5 separate regions of the Mus musculus genome follow, and regions 1, 2, 3 and 5 are each linked to region 4. Evidence: chromatin contacts called from public HiCAR-type and promoter capture Hi-C data. All regions are on one chromosome and are shown on one strand. The core of a region is the stretch at or near the end of the contact, and the rest is flanking DNA. Distances in the headings are between cores, read along the strand shown. Region 1 holds the start of Dad1 (defender against cell death 1). Region 2 holds the start of Bcl2l2 (BCL2-like 2). Region 3 holds the start of 4930579G18Rik (RIKEN cDNA 4930579G18 gene). Region 4 holds the start of Zfp219 (zinc finger protein 219). Region 5 holds the start of 4931414P19Rik (RIKEN cDNA 4931414P19 gene).

Region 1 (2,700 bases), core at 43-2,542, 2.2 Mb after region 4:
TCCTGATGGTTAGGGTGTAGCCTCCAGAAACTGGACCAAAAACCAAAGACACTATGATGACCACTGAATAAGCTGACTTTGCAGCTCTAGCTCTGACTGGGGCACAAGTCGGCTGGGGCCTATTTAAGTTCTGAAAAGTAAAATTGTTCCCAGTGGGCCTGACCTAGCAATGTGAATGTGTACATGTGACGTGAGGTTTATGTTAAGACACTAAATCAAGTCTCCAGACAAGTCCAATGCTATATTTTGTCTCTGCCCAAACCAGCTGTAATTCACTGAGGAAAACAATTGCTAATAAACCCCCAAAACACTGCTGACTGACCATGATACATTTGGTAGTAACATTCCTAAGCCAAACCTGTTCCCAGTATTCTCTCAGTTCCATGGGGCAAGAAAAGTCAGACTTCAGATGAAATCCATGGCGGCAATCCTCATTAAACCTGGAAGTCTGTAAGGTTATTAAATGTGTAGAAGAAAGAAGAGCTAATACACAATTGTGTGAATAAAAATTGAGTTGAGGGTAAAGAGAAAAAGCACATAAATTATGCACAGAAATAAGTAGGGGCAACTAAAAAGCCAGCATCAATTGGGTTGCCTCCTCACAAGCAGTCACTAATATTTATATTCCTATACTATCACCAAAGTCTTCTCCTAGATGAAGTAGGGATTAGGCCAAAGTGATAGAAATGTCTCAGCTTGGCATTTTAATTTAAAGCTCTACCAACTTTAAATTTGTGTTAAAGTTTCATCAAGGTAGGATATTTTTCCTTAGAGAAGTATTAATTGCGACGAACACCAGAAGACTATTTCTTTACATATTCAGTTTCAACTCCTGTTAGGCATTAGAAACGTGACATTTCTGAGCCTGCTTCCTGGATCCCAAGAAGTAAGCGTGACTTCACAGACGACGGCCTTCTACAAACTACCAAAGGGTACCGTGAGGACGAAGCTGCGCGCCAAAGTGGGACATTATGACCAGGATACAGAATCATTACCCGCTAGGATGAAGCTGCCCACACAAGAGATGAAGCCAGAGAGGAAAGAGTTGAAGGGGAAGGTGCCCACGAGGAGACAGTAGCCGAACTGCAGCGCCCCGGTCAGCAGTATATAAAGGAGATAGGCGTCCAGCAACTTCAGCCGCTGCGGAGTGGAGCTCAAGTACTCCTCCAGGAACCGGGAGATGACGGACACCACAGACGCCGACATGACGAACACGGGGACTTCGGATACCGGACGACCACAGACGATGTGGCTCGCGCGTGCGCGTTAGCGGGCCCTAGCCACGCCCACACCGGCGGGCCAATTGGCTCCGGCGTAAAGGCCAGCCTTGGTGCGTCACAATTAATGCGCAGACACAGGCTGCATACCCAGACTGAGAACTACAAACGGAAATAAATTAATGCTCCTGCGCAGGGCCTATCTCCCCCTCTGGAGACGTGTACTATAGCCTTATTTCCGCCCTGCGTTTGTTGACGCCCTCTGTTGCTCTGGCGACGAGATTTGTGACCGGAACAAGGGGAGAGGTTTAACAGCGGACAGAGACGCTTCCCAGAGAGTTCCGGCTCTCTTTGATCCCCCTCAGTGGTCTAGCTTGGGAATCTGCTTAGAGACCAAGCTGGCGGTCCAGGGACTTAACCTGCCTGGCCCTAATTCTCTTAAAAGCTCTATCTTCAGATGCCTATGACCGATCATTAGAGCAGGTCAAGTTCCTCCGCAGTGAGAACTATGCTTATACGGGCCAAGCGCCGGTTTACACTGGCGGGAGAGGGTTGACCTCTACAGGATCCTGAACTGGAAGGCTGAATCTGGGCCCCACGAAGAACCTAAGCCAGCAGGTATTCATTCATTCAACAAACGCTCGTTGAGTACCAAGGAGGTCCAATAGCTGTAGTTATATTGTAGGAATTTTTAGGTTAATCAGTCACTGTCTAAAAAGAGAGATAGTCACTTGTGCGTAGAGTGAAGGGTCAGGATCAGCAGCAAACTGACATTGTACAACAGGTATTGTTATAATATTCCTTGAATGGCTCCAAAGAGCATATTTGTTTCAACCTGATCCTCTGAATCATTTTATAGAAAAAGAATTGAAAGTTTGAGGTTTTAACAAGTACAATTAACTGCTTTTTAGCGTTTTAGCTGAAGAAAACTTAAGTTCTGCCTTCTGGTTTGCACTGCCATTACAAGTTCACAATAACCCGACCTTCTAAACCTAGTATCTCATCTTTCAGTTAAAAAGTCTACCCGCATAGAATCCGGTACTTCATTTCAGCGTTTAAGACACTTCCAACTGCCCTGCCTAACTAGTTGAGCAGCATTTCTAAACCCGCAACTGAACTACTGTCGCTTGTTATCTGTATTTAGCCCGGAAACACTTAGCGCCACAATCCAATAAGACGTAAATAGCCCTGCCCAGGTTCCAGTGAATCACTCGTGTCTTTGGAAAGCCTTAGTCTGTTAAAAGAGGTAAATCCATATTCACAAGAGAGAAGTTTGCACTCCTAGAAATGTAGCCTCTGTGCTCTTGTGTTACTGTAGAGTGGGTGGGATGTGGAAGGATAACCAGACGGGTTCCTACTCCACATAATATGAAATGCATCTGCAATTGAACCCTTCTCCCTGTCTCAGCACAAGTAGAACAGATTCCTCTGGTCGTCAACTTAAGGCCAAATGGGCTAACTGGCTGTTTCTAATTATCCAGTA
Region 2 (2,700 bases), core at 4-2,503, 2.9 Mb after region 4:
ATCTGCTGTAGTCAGAAAGCTTCTTGCCCTGGAAACTTGCTCTACAGAAAGATATTATCACATGCTGGATAGTGGTGCCTCGGGCCTTTAATCCCATAGTGTCTGAGGCAGAGGCAGGCCAATCCCTGTGAGATCGAGGCCAGCCTGCTCTATAGAAGTGAGTTCCAGGGCAGCCAGGGCTACACAGAGAAGAAACCATGTTTCAAAATACACACACACTCGGTTTTTATATATACATATTTTTACATATATATATATACATAAATGCACATATAAATAGATATATGTATATTATATATACATATATGTGTATATTATAAATATGTATATGGAATATATAAAAATATAAAAATATTTACATATACTATACTGATATACTTTATATTTATATGTATATTGATACATTTATAAATTATATATAACATATATATTTATACTTATAAACATATTTATATTGTATGTGTATATATAAAAGCACATATTTATATAAACATATGTGTATGGATAAATGTATATATAATCCATGTATATGTGAATGTAGATATTCACATGTAAATTATAGATATATGTAATCTGTAAAACAGGTATTAACCCAACATTGGTAACCTGTATTTAGAGAGGGTGTGTAAGATTAGTAAGCTTGTATCAATTTGTGCCTTTTATTGTTTGATTTTTGTTTTAAATAGTAAGAATTAACTCCTGTGGTGGGTAACAAATGAAAAGAAAATCAATCTGATTACAAAAGATGAAGATTGCTTGTGGACACTGTAAACCAAGGCCTGACACCTTGATACCTAGCTGAAACTCCAGCCAAGGAAGAGCCCACTGCATTAAAGGTCCTGAGGGGAAGTATTTTTGTGTTTAGTGTTTCTACTAGCCCCACAAGGGCAAGAGGTTGTTCCCAGCTTAATAGGAACTGCTCTGCTTTTCCTAGGCACGCAATCCAAGCTGGAAAGTTCAACAAGTGCGTGAACAGAAGAGACCTTCCGGAAATGCTGAATTTGCACTGAGCTGCTGAGGCCCGGTGTGTTTCTCTGGGGACACTGCGGGCTTCGCAGGCAGCCGGCACAGGTCACTATGGCCTCTGAACAGCCCTTCAATGGCCCTCTCTTCCTGGAGTTGTGGCTCTTCCCAGCCCTGCCTCCCAGCCCCGCCCCTCTCTCTGGACGCATCTCTGTGTCCCATCATCACCCGGCGCCGGGCCCTCCCTCCCTGCCCTCCCCTCCTCCCTCCTTCCTTCCTTCCCTTCCTCCCTTTCTCCCTCCCTCCCTCCCTCCCTCCCAGCTCCTCCACCAGGAAACAACCGGATTCCGGATCCCGGCTGCGGCCTGACCCGTGAGATTCCTTAACCTGGCTGGCGGGCGGGGTTGGAGACCAGCTAAGGGTGGGGGAATGGGAGGAGCTGGGCCTTTGGGCTGCTCTTGGGGGTACCGGGAATAGAGATGGTGTCGGCAGGAAGCCCGTGGTCCCGGGTTTCCCAAGAGGGCAGTCATTAAACACGGAATCGGTCCCACAGCTGGCAAAGCTTTGGAGGTAGGGGCCCAGTCCCAGGCGCTGCAGTTCCAGTTCTTTCCGGGCCAGACCCAGGCCTTTCCCACCTAGTTCTCTCTCCCTCCCCTTTTCAGGGCTCCACTCTAGCCGGGAGGATGAAAGGCCTCAGCTGGGGGCTCCCTGCCACCAGCACTGGGTCCTAAGAGCTGCCATCCAGGCTGGGTAAGTGTCCTCTTCCTTTCTGCCCCATTACAGCCCTTGGCTTTTCCCATCTTCCTATTCAGCCCCTGTCTCCTCCCTATCTTGTGCCTCTGCCAACATCTTCGCATCATGCTCCTGGGGAGGTCTTAAGCCCCTTCCTATAGCCAAAAAGGGGTGTGTGTGTGTGTGTGTGTGTGTGTGTGTGTGTGTGTGTGTGTGTGTGTGTGTATAGAGGTGGCATACAGCTGGTGCTGTCGTATGAAAGGAATCTGAAGTAGTCTAAAAATAAGATTTCCTGTTGCACACTTAATTTGACATGTTATACGTGGCCAGCTGCTTATGCTCTGAACCTCCCCATGACTTAAATCCGTTGCTCTTTCTTGGCCCTGCCCAGTGCCTCTGAGCATTTCACCTATCTCAGGAGCTTGATCAAATAGGAAATGTCCCTTCTTGCTCTCTGTCAATAATTTCCTTATATTTATGTCAGTCTGTCATCCTTGCCCCTTTCAGCCGCCCGGATGGCGACCCCAGCCTCAACCCCAGACACACGGGCTCTAGTGGCTGACTTTGTAGGCTATAAGCTGAGGCAGAAGGGTTATGTCTGTGGAGCTGGCCCTGGGGAAGGCCCAGCCGCCGACCCGCTGCACCAAGCCATGCGGGCTGCTGGAGACGAGTTTGAGACCCGTTTCCGCCGCACCTTCTCTGACCTGGCCGCTCAGCTACACGTGACCCCAGGCTCAGCCCAGCAACGCTTCACCCAGGTTTCCGACGAACTTTTCCAAGGGGGCCCTAACTGGGGCCGTCTTGTGGCATTCTTTGTCTTTGGGGCTGCCCTGTGTGCTGAGAGTGTCAACAAAGAAATGGAGCCTTTGGTGGGACAAGTGCAGGATTGGATGGTGGCCTACCTGGAGACACGTCTGGCTGACTGGATCCACAGCAGTGGGGGCTGGGTAAGAAGTTCTCAATTGCTGCTCTCCGCATCCCTCTACAAAGTTGGTCTTCATGGGA
Region 3 (2,700 bases), core at 156-2,655, 2.6 Mb after region 4:
TTCTGGAAAAACTAAGACCACCCTACCACCCTTCTAACGGGTAGGGCAGGACCCCCTTAATCTCCTTTCCCCTCCCACCCCCAGCCCCACCTGTGTCATCTAACCAAGTCTCCTTGGTCTGTGTTAAGAGCCAGCCTGACCCCTAGCTAGGTTGCTCACGATGGGTAAGTTAGTGAGAAAAGGAAATAAATAAAAACCAAAAAAACAAACAAACAAACAAAAAAAAACAAAAAAGAAAGAAAATAAAAGAACCCAAAAAACCAATTAAACAAAATAACTTAATTAAAACAAGAAAAACACGAACCAAATAAATAAACCCAACAAAGAAATAAAAAAATAAATTATAAAAATAAAAGATTAAAGAAGAGGTAGAAAATAAAAGAATAAACTAGGAATATGACAAATGTTCCAGGTACCATCTCACACCTGGGATCTTCAGTTCAGCCAATCGCACCTCACTGTGTACTGTATCTAGTCAACCGCCGTCCAATCAGAATGAGCCCTCCCTGCTAGGCGCTGTGCAATTGGTGGGGGGTTGGGTTGGCAAAAAAGGTGGGCGCACGGCGTGGTAGTCAGCGTGGCACTGCCAGAGTCCTCCCAGGGGCGCAGGGGGGGCGGGAGGGAATCGTGTGGGGGGACGCTGCCCAGTTTCCAAGATGTCAAAACAGTTCACTGGCGATGGCCAGCCTCAGCGAGGGGCAGAGGGGGGAATGGGGGCAGAGCATCAGTCCTGGCCCTGTAGGGCATCATCTTGCAGTCCCTGATGAATGAGCAAGCGGCCTGTGAGCGGCAGGAATGCTCCTTGCCTTTCTTTCATGAGGCAGGCAGGACCCTATGTCCACCAGTGACAAGCTGCAGCAGTGCCACTAGCCAACACTTGGGATCCAGGTGACAACTCCAAAGTCCCTTCCTCCTCTGAGTGTAACTGGGGAGAGGTCCTGTCACCGAGCAGGATCATGGAGCCTCTGATGAAGGTAGCCCGGGGGTGGCAGTAGTCAATTTCCCCAGGACCTGGTACACATTCAGCAGCAAGCTCAGAGTATGTCTTCCGGTTTGTCGTTGGCACCTCCTCAGGGACTGCAGCTGAGACAGTGGTTCCGGTTGGGTGGGTGAGTGAGTCCCTGCCTCCAGGGATGGAGGAGAAGCTGAAGCGACCGACACGATGCTGCCCTTCACCATGGACAGCAGGGACCAAAGGAAAGTCCATCTGAAGAGCAAGTGGTGACACGCGGGCTGGGCTGCCATCAGCTTTAAGCCCCTGGGTACAGACCCCCAGACTTCTCTGCAGGGTTTCTAGTCAACAAAGCTTAGGCCACCGGCCCCACTCAAGTGTTTACAGCTCGGCACTGTCGTCATAAACATCTGACTCTCTTAGGTTTCTTGGTCCCTAGATGGGGATCCCAACAGTCTGTAGCAAACAAGGCAACCCACAGTCTCTGACAGGTAAGGGCATGTGGGCAGGCACCCCAGCACTGGCACAACTCTTCTTGGGGTGTCCCGAGTAGGGCGATGATTCAAGTCCACCCCTTTCCAAATGCTTCTTGTTCTCAGTACAAGTCTCTCCAGAACAGTGCTCGTCTCAGCCCCGATGTAAGCAAGAAGGGAGGCGGGGCCCATCACAGACGCCCACAGACACGCCCCTCTGGCCAAGACACCGGGAGCACACTCGGCTCTGATTGGGCGGCTCGGTAGCAGCGGGTGGGTCCAGAGGTAGAGGCGGCATCAGCGATTGGCCAGTTGGGCAGGGTTATATTTTACGGGCGGATTACCGTACATGAGGTACTTGGACAAAGTTTTACGGGGAAGAAGGACCTTGTAATAAATAATATTCTGCACATCAAATCACTTTCACCGGCCCCCACCCCCGCAACACACACCAGAGAAAGGCTACACACACAACAGCCCCTCCCACCCTGTAATAATACCACTCCCAAACCCAGCTAATTCTATTTCTTTAAGGGTCAAGAAGACCTCGCTGGCTCCAATGGGGGAAGCCTCTTGAACTGGGTATAGGAAAAAGTGGTAATATTTGTGCCAACAAAACAAAACAAAACCTAAGAGGGCCTTGTGGTTCACCCCTTGGATTTCTAAGAAGCTACACTTCCGTAATTAGACCACTGGGGGGCAGAAGAGCAACAAAAATTCCTCAGCATGGCTGACTCGGTAAGAGACCCAAAGCCCCACTAGGTGGCGACAAGTGCCATTAAGCTTTTAAAAAGGAGGGAAAGCTCAAGGAGTTAGCTTCACAGAAGCTTCAGCAGCAAGAAAGCTGCACTTGGGTTTTTTGGTTTTTCTCTCTCTCTCCTCTCTCTCTCCCTCGCCTCCCTCTCCCCCCTCTCTCTCTAAAAAAAAGGGCCATTAACAGACTTCCAAATTAGGAGCCTGGTCTATATCACTGCTTCATGTAGGGAAAGGAAATCAAAGACCTTGTCTGTTATCACAAGGGGCATCCCTTGCTAAACCAGCGAATTCTCCCTTGCCCTATCCTGATCCAAGGATAGCCTTATCCCCTTTAGGTCATCCCACTGTGTAAGAGGGATGGCTGAGATGGTCTATTCTCCCTAGGCCCACGCTCGGCCCACCCTCCCCAACAGGTGGCTTGGCTAGTTACCTCTTTCTTTTCCTCTTCTTCAGCACCACCCTCTGGGCGCTCATCATTGCTGACTTGGTCTGCAACAGGCAGAGGAGGCTCAGGCACCT
Region 4 (2,700 bases), core at 199-2,698:
GAGTGGGCAAGACAGGTGCCACTGTCCCCCTACGCCAAGGGGGACATCTCCAGGCACTTCTGCGTCTTGCACCTCCCTTGGACTATAACTGGACTTCCCCCAGAATGTGCCTGAAGCCCAGAGTGCCCTCAATTTCCCCTCAACCCAGGCCCATTTCTCTTCTCTTCCCCACTAGAGGGAGATAATTTCTGGACTAGAGACCTCCCTCACCTCACGCCTCGTCAAGCAGCTTCCTCCCTTGCATTCTTCGACTTCTTCCTCCCTGCCTCTCCATCCAGCTTCATTTCACATCTGCCTCCTCTCACTGTTCACCTTTCACAATCCCATCCACTCCAAGCCGGGTTGCTGCACCAGCCAACCCAGAATCCGCGTCGGTTGTGCTCCAGGTCTCCCTTGGATCCGGGTCCTGCCTAATTCACCCGAGACTACAAATCCCAGGATGCCCCGCTACCCCGTGACCTACTGCAAAATAAAGAGCCTTCCCTCGGCGGCGGGGGCGCTGTGCATCTGCTGAGTGACGCCAGGCGCTGGGAGCAAGGCCTAGCCGAGTTTTCCTCGGACGCGACCACTGGCCCCGCGTGCGGGGAGGCGCCGGGAGGGCCGTCGCGCACAGAGGCGCCGCCACCGCGGCCAGGTCACCGCCACCGGCTGCGGGTCTCTAGCCCTCGTGCCCGCAGCTGCCGGTACTGACAAAGGCTGGGGGTCGGCGCCGGGCCAAGCCGCGCTTCCCCTGGTGCTGCCGCCGCGCCCCTCGCGCGAGTGCCCAGGTTCAAAGTCCTGAGACTTGGAGCGCGCGCGAGAAGGGGGTTGGAGATGATGAGTCAGAGGCGCCGGCCCTCCTCGCCCCCTCCCCCCCGGGCCGGGAGCTGGAGAGGACAGGCTGGCTGGGCAGGCGGGGGTACCGACCTAAGACTTTCCCGCCTCTAGCGAGCACGCTGGTGGACCGAGCCCGCGTGGCCGCCACCCTTTCCAAGGCGGGAGCAGGACTGCGCAGGCTCAGCCTTTCGGCCGCCCCCGGCGGGCCTTTGATCCCTGCAGCGGTACGGTCGCTGAAGCTCTTTTTGTACTGTGCCCACACCACTTATGACCTCTGCAAGTGTACAAAGATGATAGACTCGGTTGGTTTGGGGGAGCGGAGAAAGCCCAGGAAAACGGTGGATCCCAATAGCACCGGGGAGAGGGGGGACAGCTTAGTAGCTGCTAAAAAGTAGAGATTGACTAGGCCTAAGAGAACTCACCCCAAATTCACATAGTGCCCGGGATGGGTGTTCGCCTCACATTCATTTTTGTTCCCACTTGAGAAGGCTTCTTTTCCCTAGAGAATGCTGCTTCTCCGGGCTCAGGCAAGCCCAGGTACCAGTGAGGCTAGAGCGCAGCCTGGCTGGCTTGCCTTGACATTGCAGTGGCGCCAGCTGCAGATCCTTTCTGTTTGTGACACCTTGGGAGTGGTAATAGTCGCCCTATGACAAAGTTACGTGTGAGTATTAGTGGGTGGAGACAGATCTGGGATCAGGCTCTGGAATGGAGAGAACGCAATCCGGGCCTCCTCCATGTTTTCTCTTCCCCCAATCAAACTGCAGGGATAGTGAAGGGCTCTGAGAAAAGAATATTTTTCTTCAAAGTCAGGACGTAGTGGCCAAAGAAACTATAAAGAGAAAACAGCAATTAGCTGTCTTCCAGCTTTTACCGCGGTAATCGGAAACCTGGATATTGCATTCTGCATCTTAAGAGAAACTCAAGGACCGTATAAATGGGTCTCTTAACAATGCTGAACACTCAGGGCCAAAACCTCTGGTTTTATTTCTCATTACTTTGTGTCCAGAATAACCGACAAGGGCCTTTGTTCATTGTAAATTATTAAGATCCTAAGATGCTGGAGGCTCAATTTTTTTTCCTTTTCTTTTCTTTCCTTTTCTTTTCTTTTCTTTTCTTTTCTTTTCTTTTCTTTTCTTTTCTAAAAGGCAGGGTCTCACATGTATCTTTGCCTGCCTGGAACTTGCCATGTAGACCTTGATCCACATGCCTGTAAGTGCTGGAGTTAAAGGCACGTGCCACTCACCATGCTTGACTGAGCCTTACTGTATGAAGACCCTACTGTGTCACCATAAGTTTGCCTCCCCCACTACATCGTGAACTAAGTGTGAAGAATTGTTTATGAATTCTGCAGTGCTGCTCGCCAAATGGATACATGTTAACTTCCATCACAATTGGTTGGCCAAATTAAGTCGTAAAGCCTCACTCAGTTTCCTGGGGAAGATACTATAGAATATGAGGGGGAGCAAACAATTTAAGGAAAAGGTTGGAAATTTGTGGTGAAGCTTGAATGGCTCCGCAGTTGGGATTTGTCTACTAGCAACCATGCCTATTTCTCCTTGTTTAGTTCAGTGAGCTTCCGTGTGAAATTCTTAGTGGGAGAAAAACAAGACCAGGCGTCAGGAGACCTAGATTCTGGCTCTGTTGCTTGAGCGCATAAGATCTGTCTGAACTACACTTCATTTGCATGGCCATTACACCATGCTTCTTCTGCTTATCTTACTGAATCATATGGCGAAAATAGAGTCATGCACAAGACCTCTAAAATGATGAGGCCCTTGAGAGGTGGAAAATAAATTGTCTAAGAAGGCAGATAATGGTGTAAGTGAGTGAACTAGATTGCCTGTGAAGTGAGAACTGCTGGGAACTCAGCAGTACACACTGCTA
Region 5 (2,700 bases), core at 67-2,566, 2.6 Mb after region 4:
AATAACAATCACATTGTATTTCTTATCCCTCCTGGGTTTTGCGTTTGCCTCCTCTTGCCCCTACCCCAAGTACCCCTCCCAGGACCCCACCCCCACCCCCGTTCAGTAACTGGACTAGAATATTGTCTCACACACTTTCCCAGATGTGGAGTTTTCCAAACAAATCCCAACCAATAAAAGGTCACTTTGTCAAAATGCCAGGAGATTCCCTTCTGGTACCTCCCCCCAAAACTACTCATAAAGGCTAAAATATACACAGTTGCATGTTTAGGAAGGAAAACCAATAAAAAACCAAAAGCATTTAAAAAGTCACTAAAAGGCTCTGGACTACACACTCAGTCCCCGTCCCCCCCACTTCGTTTGCCAAACACACTGACTGCAGGCTTTGGGGCAATTATTTAATTATTCACTAATCTGATATAAAAAGAAGCAGAAAAGAAGGTAAATTCCAATAGGATGAAAGTTCTTAAGTATGCTAAGTGCAGGATTTCCTCTACGCTTTACTTTGCATTTGAAATCCTGTTTTGATCACATTTGGGAACACAGAGGGGAAAAAACATCCTAAGGTCTATTTTACACACATAAAATCAAATGAAAACACTTTAAAAATAAAATCCGATAACAGCACATATACACATACTTTACATAAATACAAAGAATAAACCACAAGATGAATCCATACGAAATGGTATGTTTTAAGTGTACATACACACAAATGTCCTCATGAAATTGTGTGTGCAAAACACTGTGAGAGAGCTTTCCCTTCTCTCCTGGGAAATGAGTGTCCCAATTAAAATAACCCAGTATATTTAATCTATTGGCCTGTCACACTCGCTGCTACATTGCTGCTACAGCACTTGGTTTTGGTTCTGAGTGAGTGTGTCTAAAATACATGCCAAAGGCTTTGTGAGGGCACCTCAAATCTCTCTGTTGCCTGTGGTAGAAATTCACATTATCGCTTTAACCCGATTAAAAACAAATCTATACTTCCCCAAGCGACTAAAATTTAAATCCTTCAACCACAAAATTTACCAATTCTTAAAATGTGATCCAAAAAGAAAAAAAAAATCTGTAAATTGGTCTGGGAACAGTTGCACACGGCTTCTCAACTTGGTATATTTTTAAACCTCGACCAGGAAAAAGAAAGAGAAAGAGAGACAGGAAAAGAAATGGGGAAAAGAGCAAATTCCCCTTAGCAACAGTTTCCTCACCCCAGCACTGCCACAGATCTCTATTTTTAAAAATTTGGAAAACGCACACAAGATGAAGGAGGAAAAAAAATGGAAAAAGGATACTCGAAGGTCGTATGGCTCTTTGTATTCGTGTGTGTGCAAAAAAGGAGGACTCGCGGAGCCGGAGCTCACAAGCCCCGCCCCTTCCCGGCCGCCCGCCCGGATTGGCCGCCGCCCGCCCCGCCCGCAAGCACACGCGCCGCACCCGAGGCGCCCGTCCGGGGGGCCCCCGAGGGCCGCGAGCTCCCGGACCTGGCCGATGCGCCCACTGCCCTTCCCTTTCTCCTCGCTGTCCGCTCATCTTTCCCGTCTCGTTCTCCCTCCCCGCCCCCCAAGCCAGGCTCAGAAGAACCACCCTGTGAGTGAGCGCCCTCTGACATTGCTAAGCTGGGAGAACTAGCGAACTTGGGACCTCTTAGGCTGATTGAGCGTCAGGTTTGGGGGGCGAGGCCCTCCAACCCTTGGTTTCCCAGGCCAGTGTCTCTGGGTCACACAAGTTGTCTAGCAGCCCACCTTTACATGAACATCTATGAGTGTAACGTTGTTCAAGTGAGAGGCTAAGTAGCCTTACACTTGGGGCTTGTTTTTGCACAGCCTGAGCCAGGCTCCCCTACTAGGCTAAAACCACATTCTGAAGAAACCAAAATGTCTCCCTCACACACCCTGCATGTAGACCATTGCTTAAACCTCGATTTTAAGCAGTCCATAAACCGGTCTCACTGCACCTTTTTATTATAAAACGTTTGCGCGAACACACACACACACACACACTAACATACATACATACATACGTGTGTGTGTGTGTGTGTGTGTGTGTGTGTGTGTGTGTGTGTATTTTTTCTTTTGGTGGGGGCACTCGCGTGCCGCAATGCAAAGTGTGGCAATTAGGGGACAACTTGTGCCAGGTGTGGTGGCGCATGCCTTTAATCCCAGCACTCGGGAGGCAGAGACAGGCGGATTTCTGAGTTCGAGGCCAGCCTGGTCTATAAAGTGAGTTCCAGGACAGCCAGGGCTATACAGAGAAACCCTGTCTCAGAAAAAAGAAAAAAAAAAAAAAAAAAAAAAAAAAGAATAGGGGACAACTTGCAGGAATTCTCTCCACCTAGAGGGTCTGAAGGATCAAACTCAAGTCCACAGGGGTTTGGCAGCCTTCACCAGTGTCTCTGCTGGACACTAAGTTCTCTTTCTCCCCCCCCCCTCTCCCTCTCCCTCTCCGTCTCTCTCTCTCTCACCTATTTATTTATGTTTTAATATCTGAAACCCATGACCCTTCTCAAGTCTTCTTTCTAGGACTTCCTGCCTTTTCCTCCTCACTCGAACCCCTGACCTATGAGTTTATAAAAGAAAATGAAAAGAACTCTAAAAATGGTGATGCATGCTTTAACCACATTAAAAGAAAAAGATGTGTTCCCGTTTCTTTTTCCCTCTTGTTCTGGAAGCAGTTTCTATGCTTCTGGCTGTGGCCTGG

What was found. Promoter capture Hi-C pulls out the DNA fragments that hold promoters and counts their contacts. HiCAR-type assays count read pairs that join an accessible place to other places.
Region 1: a HiCAR-type map of astrocytes shows a contact between it and region 4, with 2.3 times the contacts expected there. The contact joins the promoter of Dad1 here to the promoter of Zfp219 in region 4. A contact is called at or near these places in 2 of 39 promoter capture datasets (hippocampal neurons and liver), 1 of 115 datasets of contacts at active chromatin or transcription factors (astrocytes) and 2 of 9 other capture datasets (adipose tissue and liver).
Region 2: a contact with region 4 is called in a promoter capture Hi-C map of liver, with 4 times the contacts expected there. The contact joins the promoter of Bcl2l2 here to the promoter of Zfp219 in region 4. A contact is called at or near these places in 2 of 39 promoter capture datasets (liver and pre-B cells).
Region 3: a promoter capture Hi-C map of liver shows a contact between it and region 4, with 2.3 times the contacts expected there. The contact joins the promoter of 4930579G18Rik here to the promoter of Zfp219 in region 4. A contact is called at or near these places in 2 of 39 promoter capture datasets (both in liver).
Region 5: a contact with region 4 is called in a promoter capture Hi-C map of liver, with 4 times the contacts expected there. The contact joins the promoter of 4931414P19Rik here to the promoter of Zfp219 in region 4. A contact is called at or near these places in 3 of 39 promoter capture datasets (hippocampal neurons, liver and pre-B cells) and 1 of 115 datasets of contacts at active chromatin or transcription factors (embryonic stem cells).

Annotation. Positions count from the first base shown.
Region 1 is chr14:54,252,637-54,255,336 of GRCm38.p6, forward strand. Dad1 (defender against cell death 1) reads right to left here and starts at 1,293. Exons shown (of 3, transcript NM_001113358.1): 1 at 996-1,293. The coding sequence starts at 1,206. It also overlaps a transcript of Abhd4 not described here.
Region 2 is chr14:54,882,172-54,884,871 of GRCm38.p6, forward strand. It overlaps Bcl2l2 (BCL2-like 2), which reads left to right and starts at 1,254. Exons shown (of 4, transcript NM_007537.1): 1 at 1,254-1,335; 2 at 1,626-1,713; 3 at 2,203-2,642. The coding sequence starts at 2,211.
Region 3 is chr14:54,649,106-54,651,805 of GRCm38.p6, forward strand. 4930579G18Rik (RIKEN cDNA 4930579G18 gene) reads left to right here and starts at 1,406. Exons shown (of 6, transcript NR_038053.1): 1 at 1,406-1,443; 2 at 1,960-2,163; 3 at 2,635-2,700. Acin1 (apoptotic chromatin condensation inducer 1) reads right to left here. Exons shown (of 19, transcript NM_023190.3): 9 at 2,612-2,700.
Region 4 is chr14:52,019,285-52,021,984 of GRCm38.p6, forward strand. It overlaps Zfp219 (zinc finger protein 219), which reads right to left and starts at 1,449. Exons shown (of 5, transcript NM_027248.2): 1 at 1,239-1,449. Tmem253 (transmembrane protein 253) reads left to right here. Exons shown (of 7, transcript NM_001033805.3): 7 at 1-503. The coding sequence ends at 2.
Region 5 is chr14:54,604,592-54,607,291 of GRCm38.p6, forward strand. 4931414P19Rik (RIKEN cDNA 4931414P19 gene) reads right to left here and starts at 1,317. Exons shown (of 7, transcript NM_028890.2): 1 at 1,212-1,317.